Linked DNA regions of Danio rerio: region 2 is linked to region 1. Evidence: chromatin contacts called from public HiChIP or PLAC-seq data. All regions are on one chromosome and are shown on one strand. The core of a region is the stretch at or near the end of the contact, and the rest is flanking DNA. Distances in the headings are between cores, read along the strand shown. Region 1 holds the start of nalf1a (NALCN channel auxiliary factor 1a). Region 2 holds the start of raph1b (Ras association (RalGDS/AF-6) and pleckstrin homology domains 1b).

Region 1 (6,772 bases), core at 8-2,507:
ACCCAACACTGGAAAACACCCATACACTCTTGTATTCACACACATACACTACGACCTTCTTGCTTTGAGGCGATTTTGCTAATAATTTTCAATGTCCTTTAAATTAAAGCTAAACTATTTGTTATAAAGAGTAGTTAAGATAACTATTGTTTTATCTAATACAAACTATTTGCATTTGCAAATAAAAGGCTGTTGCGACAAGTGACAGTAGCCAGCATGCGCCTGTAGCTGATAAATACTGCTGGGAGGAGGGTAAGGGTAATATCAGTAATTGCTACTCTAAAGTGAATGCACGTCTTAATTGTAGCTTGGCTAATAACAGTTAATGACTAGAAATAACAAATAATAGTGGAGTCAAATAAACAAAACCACTATGTTCATAAGATATGTTTAAATGTCAAGTGTTTTCTTTCTGTGCTTTACCTTATTTTGTACTCTTTGAGATTTCTGATTAATATGCATTTCATGTGACGCTTTTGTGTTTGCCTTCTGTTTTCATCAAACCTCATGTTGCAGATTAGAGAATAGAAGAGATGTAAAGAAAATGCATTTTGCAATCCCAAACACATATGTTGTTGATTAGACAGCTCTCAATTGTCAGCTTCATGTCACTATATGGTGTGTGAGTGTATGTTTGTCAATTTGTGCAAATGTGACAGGTTCACACATACCATATTGCTGTGCAATGGAAGACAAACATAAACAAACCAAAAAAATTTAAAATGCTAATCACCAAGTAAAAAATGTGTTTATAGTTTTTTTTTTGCTGTGCAATTAAATTGAGTTAAATATAGTATACACTTTTATGATGTATATTAATCAAATTAATCATATTAATCAAATATATGCTTAGACAATGAACGAATGAATGAGTCAATCAACATTTTACTCTGCCGACCTTCACTGCCTATTGATGATTTATGTTTTTCTAAGTAGATTCACAGAGAGAAAGAAAGTCAAACAGGTTTGGGTGCGAGTGAAGGATGACAGAATGCTTTTTCTAGGTAAACTATACCTTAATAGCACTGTTTGACAGTCTGTAAGCCATTTTGCAGCTATTCTACCTGTTGATGTAAATACAGCAAATCTGAGTCAAAGAATCTAAAACAATGATAAAGCAGACATCTGTTCTTAGATGCCAACCATGTTATATCTTTCCATGATGCGCAGCCTATATGAACAGTTTGCTTATTCGCCGGTTTGCTATGATGAATCGACCTCACTGCATGAGCTGACGCAAATGACCCTGCACTCTTTGAAGAACTCTTTCAAAACGAACATGGCGGCAACTTAACATCTGGCAAAATGACTTTGGATCCTTTGGCGAGGAAAGATCCCACCTTGTCGGACCGAGGAGGCGAAATTCGGCGTGGTGAAACGAGGAGTCCTTGCGCTTTTCTCCAGAATCAGAGCGAGCGGCCAGACAGTGGCTTTTCCGTGTTGTAGCGGCTCTGCGCAAACGGTAAGAGCGGAACCCATGACAGACGAGCAGGGAGAGACATGTTGCTACAGATAGCTGGGTTTTTCTCCGGAGGAGGACGGAAAGAGGGGATACGACAATGAAACCAATAATCCCCCTGAACACAGCGACTGATCGGAAATTGCAGTTAATCGCGGAGGTGAGCAACGAACGCTCGTTAGCCATCGTTTAGTAGGCAAAACTCAAGGCAGACCTCCCGTCAATGACTATTGTGGCAGAAAAGCCCTCACGGTGGAGTCAGCCAGCGCTGCGCTTTCCTAAAATATGACCAGCGGTGCTCGAAAGTGTCGGCAGCGAGATAACGGCTTAAAAAATTGGTGTGCTCCCCGCGAGAACGAGAAGCCATTCACCGACTCCGAGAGGGCCCAGCGATGGCGACTGTCCTTAGCGTCCCTCTTATTTCTAACCGTTCTGCTTTCTGATCATCTGTGGTTCTGCGCCGAGGCCAAAATGACAAGGACCCGAGACAAGTTAGCATCAGAGGACATGAGCGCAAACCACAGACCCGACCTCCCTCCAACACACAGCAGCCTCAGAAGAAACGAAGATGCTATTTTTGTAGTCAATTCTACCAAACCTTTGTGGCAACTTGAAACTTGCCACACGGATAGTTTGTCTGAAAACTGCTTCACTTTTGTCGACGCCGACCACTTGTGCAGGGGCCTTTCGGAAACGGAGGGGACGCGGTGGGTGAACATGAGCGATTTGTACCTTTCCTTTTGTAATTCGTACTCCCTTATGGATTTGCTTTATGGATCATTAAGTCCGGACAATTTGAACTGCAGCCTCGACGCGGTCATGGACGGTGATCAAAACAGATGCAGTCTGTGTGTTCAAGCATACCAGCGTTACGACCTGCACGCACAGGAGAAATATGAGGAATTTGAGATGATGACAGACAAATACGAGACGGATGTGTACTCAGTGAGGACCTGCATGGAAGAATGCAAGGTAGGAATTTATGATCTGGATCTCTCGCTTTTGTACAGCAGAGTTGGTTCTTCGTTCTCAGTCGTCATGGTAACTGCTGACAGTAACGTGGTGATGATGATCATGATGATGATGATGTTTTAGGGGGTTAAAAGTGCAATTCGCTTCGCTTGTTGATGCCAACTTTGCTCTCATCTCATTCGTTGGAAACTTTTCTTTTGCTTGCTATCTTATTTTTATATTCAATGATGGGGAGCGTGAACAACACGCATTGTTCTGGTCTAATTTTACGGAGGCAAATGAATGTTTCTGCTGATTCAAGGTTACTGTGTCAATGGACAAAAGCTGCAAAGCCAATCTTTCAGCGTGCGTGCGTCATTCTATAGCACGCAGGTGCCCGTGTGGCGTCTCTCGGAACTGAATAGAGCTGCTCCGCCAGGTGTTCATTCACGTCGTCCACCACACTGAGCAGACTACATTTCAATAACGCTAATAGGGCACTAGTGCTTTCTCAGCTAATCTGTCACAAGAGTCTTTTCCCTCGCTCATTTGTCGTGTTTGCACAGCACTCTGCGCTCGCTGCAACAGGGTGCCCTCTTAACTGCCATAAACTTGACATTAAGGTTAATTTTCGAGCTCCTGCTGTCATCTTTAATGGATTACTCATGGGCGACGAAAAAAAACGACACTGTGTATAGCTCCTGAGTGCTGATAAGGAAGCGATCTTGCCTTACTTTTTACGTTTGTGTTGCTGTGTATAATTAATGGTCAAACATTTACCGAGAGCTTGTAAGTTGTCTTTTAAATGAAAGAGACATAGATAAGCTGCTGATTAAGTGGGTGGCTTGATTTGTTTGTTCACTGGTTCAGCTGGCAAAGGACTCCTCACAAAGGCTTTCTCACAGCACCACCACCGACGCGCCCGCATAGAGTCCGTCTTTGCTGCTTGGCTCTTCGCTGTCCGTGGTGCTGAAACATGCTAAGGTTAAGTTGAAGGGTACATGTTTTTTGATGCAGGCAGGGGCATGCAGTTTTCTCTAGATCATTACACCAATGATAATCATGAAAATGGATGTTTGCTTCTACGATTGTACCTGTCAAAAGCGTTTGAGTCATCTCAGTGAGATTGTCTTTCAACTTGTTGATAAGTTATCACAAATTTGTAGGCTACAATTGACTTATGCTACCACATGATCAGCTACTTCTCATAAGGAAATAATCTATAAAAAGAAGTATGAAGTATGTTCTATAATACATTTATAAAACATTTAAATGCAACGTTGCTTGAGAATAAAAAATTTGGCCACTAAACATGAAAACACCATTTCTTTCTTTCTTTCTTTCTTTCTTTCTTTCTTTCTTTCTTTCTTTCTTTCTTTCTTTCTTTCTTTCTTTCTTTCTTTCTTTCTTTCTTTCTTTCTTTCTTTCTTTCTTTCTTTCTTTCTTTCTTTCTTTCTTTCGCAGGAATGCGCTGTGCATGTTCTGCTGCACATACTGTGTCATTACAGAGCATTTAGCAATTTTTTTTTGACTGTCCTGTTTCTCACCCTTAGAAAACAGACTTTTTCCTGCATTAACTTAACTGTCAAATCATGGTATTGCGGCTTGATAAACTAATAGTAAGTGTGAATGAAGACCATAATGTAGAGAGAAGGAGCAAGAGTCAGTCAGAGCCTCTAGCAAGCAGCTGCAAGGGAAAGCCAGTCCCAGCTGTGATTAAGCAGCGAGAAATAGAGACAGAAAGAAAGACAGAGAGATAGAGAATGAGGGGAAGGGTAATCACTGTGACATGTTGTCTCTGACAGCTAGATCAGCCTTCAGGCTGATTTAATTCGGCATCTTCCAATCACTGCATTGGAGTGTGGGAAACACTGTTGCTTTTGTCTGTGTTTGAATTTGTAGCCTATTGTGTAAATGCGCTAAAGGTTTTGTTTCTTTGAAAATACAACACATATAGGTAGCAACCAATTGAACAAAGGCAGGTGGTTGTAATTAGAGAAATAAACTGCTATTCTAGGAGTCTTCTATTCAAAAATACCACACACACACACACACACACACACACACACACACACACACACACACACACACACACACACACACACACACACACACACACACACACACACACACACACACACGTGTGTGTGTGTGTGTGTGTTTCTCTAATTTCTGTTTAATGGAGGGAAAATTGTTTTAACTCATTTCTAAGCATACTAGTTTTAAAAATCTATTTCTAATAACTGATTTATTTTATCTTTGCCATGATGACAGTAAATAATATTTTACTTGATATTTTTCTAGACACTTCTAGACAGCCTAAAGTGACATTTAAAGGCTTAACTAGGTTAAAAAGGTGAACTAGGCAGGTTAGGGTAATTAGGCAAATTATTGTATAATGATGGTTTGTAGACTATCCAAAAAAAAAAAAAAAAAAATTAGCTTAAAGGGGCTTTTGCTTTTGTTCTAGCCGAAATAAAACAAACAAGACTTCCTCCAGAAGAAAAAATATTATCAGACATACTGTGAAATTTTCTTTGTTAAACATAATTTGGGAAATATTTAAAATAGAAAAAACAAAACAAAAGGGGCTAATATTTCTGACTTCAACTGTATATATTTATATATATACAGTTATACTATATACAGTATATATTTAAAATAGAAAAAACAAAACAAAAGGGGTAACAAAATATGTGCTAATATATGAATGGAAAATTTATTTTTATTTAACTGAAAAAAAATCCTATACTGCAAAACAATTTAGGTGCTTGTAATAGATGGTATTTATTATATTTTTTCTATTTTTATGAATTCTATGCTGTAAAGGACATGCAAACACTGCTAAATATTTAGCTATAAATTCTACTGACTGGCTTCTCCCTGGAACAATTTGACATAAGGAATCAAACTCCTTTCCTCAAATTGAACTTAAAATTCATGTAATTTTGTATTTCATTTTAAATTTTAATAGCAGTTTTACTTTCATACAGCAAGATTTTTGATCACGCCCCCATCACAAACTCTGAGCTACTGAATGCAGATATAAAGTAAGGACTGAAAGGAGAGAGTTGTTTTTATGTAATTTGATACCACACACCAATAGTATAAACGTGTTCTGTGACTAAAAGACCTACATGACGGTGATAGTTTGATTAAGCTCTTTACTTTGCACTTCAATAATGCGACTGAAATAGGAATACTTCACATGATACTTCACATGAAGTGCTATTTTATCGCATAAATATGAAGCATGGTTAATGTGTGTGTCTGCAGTTGTAACCACTGTTGGATATGGCAGTAGCTAAACTCCAGTACAAAAATGACAACCAAGTTAAACCAAGTTACACGCGCAACTCCCAAGCCCAGCCTGGGTTGCCAGGTGTGTGCAAAGCTGTTATGCAGTTCAAATCAATTCCTGCCTCAAATCTTCAGTGCTAAATTCACCGTTAAGCTCCATCATAACATTACAACTTACTACTTTTCACCTTGACGAGAATAGAGATTATTTCTGCTTTACTCGTCAGTCACCATTATTGTGTCCAATAATCACTTTTCCAGACATGTATGTTTATATATATATATATATATATATATATATATATATATATATATATATATATATATATATATATATATATATATATATATATATATATATATATATATATATATATTCTTTTTTTATTAATGTTATGTTAGAATTATGAACTTTTAGCATGTATGGTGAACACTTTTTAATTCACTTTTAAAGTATGTGCTCTACAAGTGTAAAACCTAAATAATCAAACATATTTTAATCAAAATTTATTTATTTTCTTTGCAAGGTTTTGCAATATACAACTGCTAAAACCCATGAAACAATTTCAATTTCACAGGTCCCTTGAAACAAATACACTAAAACATCAAAAGTTTTGAAGTAAACATTATTTATGAGGTCTTTTAAAGTTCAACTGGCATCAATAATTTGAAATACTCCTGGTTAGAAAGATTAAATACACAGAATGTTAAAATTAGGCAGCCTGCCCTAAAATACTGCTGAACTCCATTTCTGATCTTTACAATCAATAGCATTGAACATTCAAACTGGCCTCTACTTTTGTAAACATCCGCAAACAGTAAAAATAACAGTTGAATGTAGTGACCGTTCTGAAGTACCACTTCTTGCCACTTCCTTCAAATATTGTAATAAAAATTTGACTTCAAAAAATAAAGAGGACATTTTTTTAAGACAGGCAGCCTGTCACAAAATGCTACAGTGCTCAATTGCTGATATTACAAATCATTTAAGCTAAAACCACTACAAAAATAGCAGTTTGTTTCAAAAAGAAAAAAAAAACTATGAATGTTTACAATTGACTA
Region 2 (6,772 bases), core at 1,729-4,228, 370 kb after region 1:
CGGTCCTCAAATGGTTCAGATACCTTGAAGGCAGAGGTTACGATGTCAGTATGTGACCATAGATCGAGGAAGACACCCATGACATTGAAGAAATTAACAATTGGCCAAAATTTCTTCAGTTAAACAAAGAGAAACCTGAAGTCACTGCATTTGGGAACAGAGATTAGGTTCTCAAAGTGAATGTGTATCTTGGCTCTAAAGGTCAGACAACAAAAAATAAGGTCAAGAATCTTGGTGTAATTCTCAGATATGTGTTTTAATAGTCATGTCAAAGCAGTAACTAAATCAGCATAATATCAACTTAAAAACATTGCAAGAATTAGATGCTTTGTTTCCAGTGAAGACTTATAAGCAGCAGGATTATTGTTATGAACTCCTCACTGGCCTTCTCAAAAAGACAGTTGTAGCTTACCCAGAACGCTGCTGCCAGGATTCTGACCAGAACGAGAAAATCAGAGCACATCACACCTGTACTCAGGTCTTTACACTGGCTCCCAGTTACATTCAGAAAAAGATTTTAAAGTATTTTTACTTGTCTATAAATCACTAAATGACCTAGGACCTCAATACATTACAGATATGCTGACTGAATACAAATGTACAACAGATGACTCAGATCATTAGGATCATATAAACTAGAAATTCCAAGGGTTCAGTCAAAGCAGGTTGAATCAGGCTTCTGCTACTACGCCCCCTGCCGCTGGAATCAGCTTCCAGAAATGATGTGCTCAGTGTTGCCAGATGCAGCTAACACCTGCTGAAAACCAAAAATCCCCGCCCAACAATCTGTAGCCTATATTAAACATCATTTAGGAAATATTTAAAAAAGAAAAAAAATTCAAAGGGGGGCTAATAATTAGTTTAACTAGGCAAGTTAGTGTAATTAGGCAAGTTATTGTATAACGATGGTTTGTTCTGTAGACAATCTGAAAATATTGCTTAAAGGGGCTAATAATTTTGACCATAAAATGTGTTTTAAAAAAATAACTGCTTTTATTCAAGGCAAAATAAAACAAATAAGACTTTCTCCAGAATAAAAAATAACATCAGACATATGGTAAAAATGTCAGACGCATTGGCGCATTAGGTAGTGCTGTCGCCTCACAGCAAGAAGGTCGCTGGGTCGAGCCTCAACTGGGTCAGTTGGTGGTTCGGAGTGAAGTTTGCATGTTCTCCTTGCGTTCGCGTGGGTTTCCTCCGGGTGCTCCGGTTTCCCCACTGTCCAAAGACATGCGGTACAGATGAATTATAAGCTAAATTGTCCGTAGTGTATATGTGTGTGTGTGAATGAGTGTGTGTGTGAATGAGTGTGTGGATGTTTCCCAGAAATGGTTTGCAGCTGAAAGGGCATCCGCTGCGTAAAAACGTGCTGGATAAGTTGGTGGTTCATTCCGCTGGCGAACCCAGATTAATAAAGGGACTAAGCCAAAAAGAAAATGAATGAATGAATGAATGAATGAATGATATGGTGAAAATTTCCTTGCTTATACATAATTTGGGAAATATTTAAAATAGAAAAATAAATCAAAGGGGGGCTAATAATTCTGACTTCAACAGTATATATTGCGTTCCTCCGGGTGCTTCGGTTTCCCCCACAGTCCAAAGTCATGCGGTACAGGTGAATTGGATAGGCTAAAATGTCCTTAGTGTATGAGTGTGAATGAGTCTGTATGTATTCCCAAAGATGGGTTGCAGCTGGAAGGGCATCTGCTGCATAAAACAAGTGTTGGATAAGTTGTCGGTTCATTCCGCTGTGGTTGCCTCTGATTAATAATGGGACTAAGCTGAAAATAAAATTTATATATATATATATATATATATATATATATATATATATATATATATATATATATATATATATATATATATATATATATATATATATATATCAGAAGGGTCAGTAGGGGTTAAGAATCAAGTTTTATATTGTACATATTTAGCATTAATATTACCAAAGTATGTAAATTAAAGAACATGCCACAAATAAAAAAATATATTTTGTTATCTTTGATATCAATAAACTTCAAGTAAAGGACTGTGTTGTTCTAAACTCTTAATCTAAGTGAATAAGACCACAAACTGTACAATCAACCTGGAAAACGCCAACCCTAACACAGAAAACATTTTTTTAAAGGCTTTAAAACTTAATATCTCCTTAAAGTACTTTAATTAAATATATTTCACAATATCATAATACTTAGCTCGTGGGGTATAGTGCACTGAAATTTAACAATGTACACAACAGAAGATGTGTACTCACCATGCACTGATGATAACCGGAATCGCAAGCATACATTACATCAAAGTCAATAAGTTTCCTTGAACCAATGAAAGACTTGTAGACTGATAGGAATGCCTTTAAAACGGTCCATTCGTGTTCTTTTTTCAACATTTTTGTAAAGGTCCTGCTTGTCTATAATTGTATGAATTTTGTTTAATTGTTTACACACTTGCTTGTTTTGTTTCTTAATTAATGTTTATTGTTGTATTTTTATTATGTACCTTCTATCACCCTGGCACTATATTGTTTGTTATAGTTTCATGTTGTTTAAATAATAATAATAATAATAATAATAATAATAATAATAATAATAATAATAATAATAAAACTGGTAAAAAGGTTTGTGTCTTCTTCCGACAGGGGGAGACCTTACTACACTTTCTCATAGCCATGCTTTGTTAAGAACTTGCTTGAAACCCATATTGTTTTACGTGGAAAAAAATCTACCATTCGTCACTAAAAATAACATATAAATCAGAAAACTTATTCAAAACGGGTCAGGGCTTTTTTTTACAGTCAGTGGTTAGAGCAGCAATAAAATAAGAGATTCCAGCCCCGTAATAATATGTGGACATGTGCTGCCCGTTGTCTTCTTGCACCAGTAGCGGCCTGCTGGTGCGCTCGTGTGGAGCGAGGAAAGATCCACGCACCTCCTTTTGATGGACTGATTGGTCGAGCGCTGAATCTGGGCAGGACAGGAAACGGGACGCGAGGAACGCTCAGCAATCTCCGTTCTCCGGGAGAGAGAATGGGAGAGGAAAACGAAATGTGTTAAAAGGAGACTAAATAAACTGGATCGGGTGCATGAATATTTTACTTTTGTAGTAAAAAAAACGATACTATTCACCATCAGGAACGTTGGATATTTACATTTATTACTCTTACAAAATATTTGTCGGCTGTTTTGTTACATTGAAGATCTCGTCGTCAGGGTAAGTGCCTTCTATTAACTCATCTTTCTTATGTTTGATACGTTACTCTTACATATGCTCCAACTTGTGCGGGGTTTTGTTAAAGTAGATTTACGTCAGGACAGGCTTGTGATTGCTAAGATCCCACTCTAAGGAAAGTAACTCAGTTATACTGTCTGCTGTTATTGTTTGTCCTTATGAGAAAATTGGCTGGACAAAAAGGCATGGAGGGTGTTAAAGAAAGGGGTCAAATTCATCTTTGTCATTTGACAATGGGACAATATCTACCACGTGCACAAATATAGCTCTCCATCATCAGTGAATGAATTCCCTGAGTTTGGTTGGCAACATTTGGCTTCGTTTCCAGTCAAAGAACAACCATGTTGACGTAACGTTATTTCTGGGTGTGATGCCGAGCTTATTTGACTTGAATGTCACAAGCGGATGAATAAGTGATCGGTGTATCGTTTTAATAAATATTACCCTGCTACATTTTACTCCCCAACAACACCGGAGAAAGTCGTCACGTGTTCACGCAGCGCTGTTGTATGTTGGCTTGATTCTGGGTGTGTTCAAAACATAACGCCCATACATTTCATCCCCTCGTCAAGCCACGTTTGTGAAGAGAGTTGTTGTTGTTTTCCCACATCTTTATGTTCCCATCTCTGCTCCTTAAAATAAATATTATTTGAGACAGTTGTCAGCTTGGTGGTCTCCACCCATCCGAGCCCAAAGGCTAGCATTCTGGATAATTAACCAACTGATAGGCTAATCATAAAGGGTTCATAAATTAAAAACATCAGTTTGTTGATGTGACTGCGGAGGAAGTGCAGGCTGTATAAAGATTTCCTGCATGTTTGATCGTTTTTTTTATTTGCATGTCGCGTGCGCTCTAGGCCATGCTGTCCAGTCTGTTCATTGTCCTGCTAGTCTCTCCGGTCATAAATGTTATTGTCACGCGTCCTTCTCCAAATGCCAACCAATACCACTTTCAATGGTGTTCTTCCCTCGTGTTTACGAATGGCTGTTTTGTAGGCACTACGTTGTGTTCATTAAGGTTAAAGTGGGTGTAAAAATGGAATACTCTAGTCACAGAATTTGTGGTGAAGTAAGGGACGACAGTCAAGTAGAAATTACAATATTACGTGTAATTTATTATTATCACACTTTCAAAATGTTTCTTTTCTCTGACACAACTTACTTTAATAGTCTTCCATTGCTTATGAAGATGAGCTTGAAAGTTATAAGATATGTTTGTATAATCTGTAAAGAGATCAGTTTGTCTGTAATGTTTTTACCAAATTGTAAATTTATTAAATTTTATTTCACAAGAATAAAGTTATCAGCTATCACTGTCCCTACTCAAAGATCTAATTTAAACCAGACAATAACTAGCATGGGATGATAACCATTTACAAGGTATACCGTGGTTTGTAAAAGTTAAGGTTTTAAAATCACAAATTTTCTGCTATACCATTCCGAATCTACATGTTAGATTTGTTTATGTACGCTTTTATGTTTTATAGTTTTTTAGGACAACAGTATCTCCAGCTGAAAATAAATCCAAAGATGCCATTTTAAATTGTAATGAAATTTGTGTTTTTGAAACTAACTGAAGACACAAGTCAATAATTCATTTCAATTATTTAGCCTCACATGTTTACTGTTACACAATATTTTGAATGTTTATCAAAATAAAATATATTGTGTTCAAAGGGGGAAAGGTTCTTGTTTTTACCCAGACATTTAAAATAAGTATTTTAGAGCAGTTATCACAATATAGTGATTTTTTTACCCAAGGTTATTATGCTGTCAGAATATTGTACCGGCCCATGCCTATTCACAACTGTGTATAAATGACAAAAAGATAAACCCTGTAAGCTCCAAGTGTATTTGGTGTATAGAGCAGCTACCCCATGGTGGAAAAATTACTACAAAGTGTTTAACTTTGTAGTGTTTCTGTTTATCAAAATTTCCTTGATTTGAAGTATTTCTGCTGAAAGGTTGAATCGCAGGAACTTTATTTCTATTGTAGTTTCTAGTGCCACTTATCCCATTTTTTCACAGCGTGTGCTCTTTTATCTGCTCTAGTTGTTTTCAGTTAGAGGTTGTCATCTACTAGCTAAAGGGTGGAAAGTAGTGGGATGTAGTCAGTAAATTGCTGACCTCAAGAAAATGAGCACTCCGTCAATGATTTAACCGTTTTCCTCTCTTCCTTGTACACTGCCAGGTATAGAAAGAAATGCGGGGTCCTCTGGGCATGAGAGTGGACACAGCAGTGTGCATGAGAAAAACAGCTGTTGCTTATACATCTCAGTGAGGCAAAGATCATTCTCTGTGAAATGAGTTTACAGCTAATCACATGTTAAGGGAAGATAATCTAGCTATGCAAGAGGAAATGTTCTATACATTAAGTTCATCTTGAGGCGCTGACTACATCTGTTGATTCATTGATTTGATTTCTGGTTTGTGGATTTTAGCTGGATTTGTTTATTTGAGATTTCGTTTTAGCCTCACAAGAAGTATAACGTTAATGGCTCGTTTCCACTGACTGGTACAGTATAAAGTATGGTACGGTTCGGGTCGGTACGGGTCACCTTTATCAGGCTTGTGGTTCCATTACCAAAGGTACCTTTTTGGTGGGCATGGTGTATGACAGAAAGTTTTAAGGTCTGCAATTATATTAAATAAATAAATGATCATATATGAACACATACAGATACTTACAGTCTCCAATATGTTACAGAAAAACTACACACATCATACATTTCGTTCTTATTTAGGTTCAAAACAACACAAAATATAGCCTACAGTCAGTGAAAACCTCTCATCTGTGCGTGTAATCTTCAGCAGCACATGTAGCCTCTGTTAGAGAGTCATTCCATCATTCCCAGTTCATATAAGTCCAAAAGGTTAAGACAAAAATTAAAACAAGGCAGTTTGTTCACGTTTGCTGAAGAAATAATGTCCTCCGTTTCCCCCGACTTCTCATTTTACCGCGCTTCACTCTTGCGTTTGTTAGTGTCTTACAGGATCGGGTTTCAAAACATCATTAATGAAGCGCACGTTATTATCATCAGCTCAAGAAGTTTGTTATTTCAGATATAGACGCGCAACGAGTGCAAGCAAGATAGCCAAAACAGTCTCGCTTCAGAGAGGCTTGTAAAAAACTACGAGGCACAGGGTTCTGCTCTACTCCATGGCTTTGTGGCTGTTCATCAAGACAACGACAAGGTTTGTTTGAGCCTGGGTCAACCATGGCTCCTTATTATATGTATATATAATTTCGCTGTAATCTCTCGCTGTGTTTTATTTATTTATTTTTCATTCTGACTTGTTCCGTAAGCGAATGACGTATCTCTGTAAACCAATAGCGTTCAGTTGCGCGTGTAGCTCTGCCTTTTGGTACCCTTTCTTGTGTTTGGTACCATTTCGAAAGGGTGCAGAAAAAGTGGTACAGTACGGTTCGGTTCAGTATGCCTTTTGACAGTGGAAACGGCCATAAAAGTGTACCAAACCGTACTATACCGTACCACAGGCCATTAGCAAATGGATACTTTGAGTTAGTTCCCATGTCAGC

Evidence for each region. HiChIP or PLAC-seq counts read pairs in DNA pulled down with a chosen protein or histone mark.
Region 2: a contact with region 1 is called in an H3K4me3 HiChIP or PLAC-seq map of gastrula embryo, with 4 times the contacts expected there. The contact joins the promoter of raph1b here to the promoter of nalf1a in region 1. A contact is called at or near these places in 2 of 4 datasets of contacts at active chromatin or transcription factors (embryo and gastrula embryo).

The regions. Positions count from the first base shown.
Region 1 is chr1:32,880,001-32,886,772 of GRCz12tu, forward strand. nalf1a (NALCN channel auxiliary factor 1a) reads left to right here and starts at 1,258. Exons shown (of 3, transcript XM_001921192.7): 1 at 1,258-2,431. The coding sequence starts at 1,745.
Region 2 is chr1:33,249,492-33,256,263 of GRCz12tu, forward strand. raph1b (Ras association (RalGDS/AF-6) and pleckstrin homology domains 1b) reads left to right here and starts at 2,979. Exons shown (of 15, transcript NM_001365589.1): 1 at 2,979-3,213.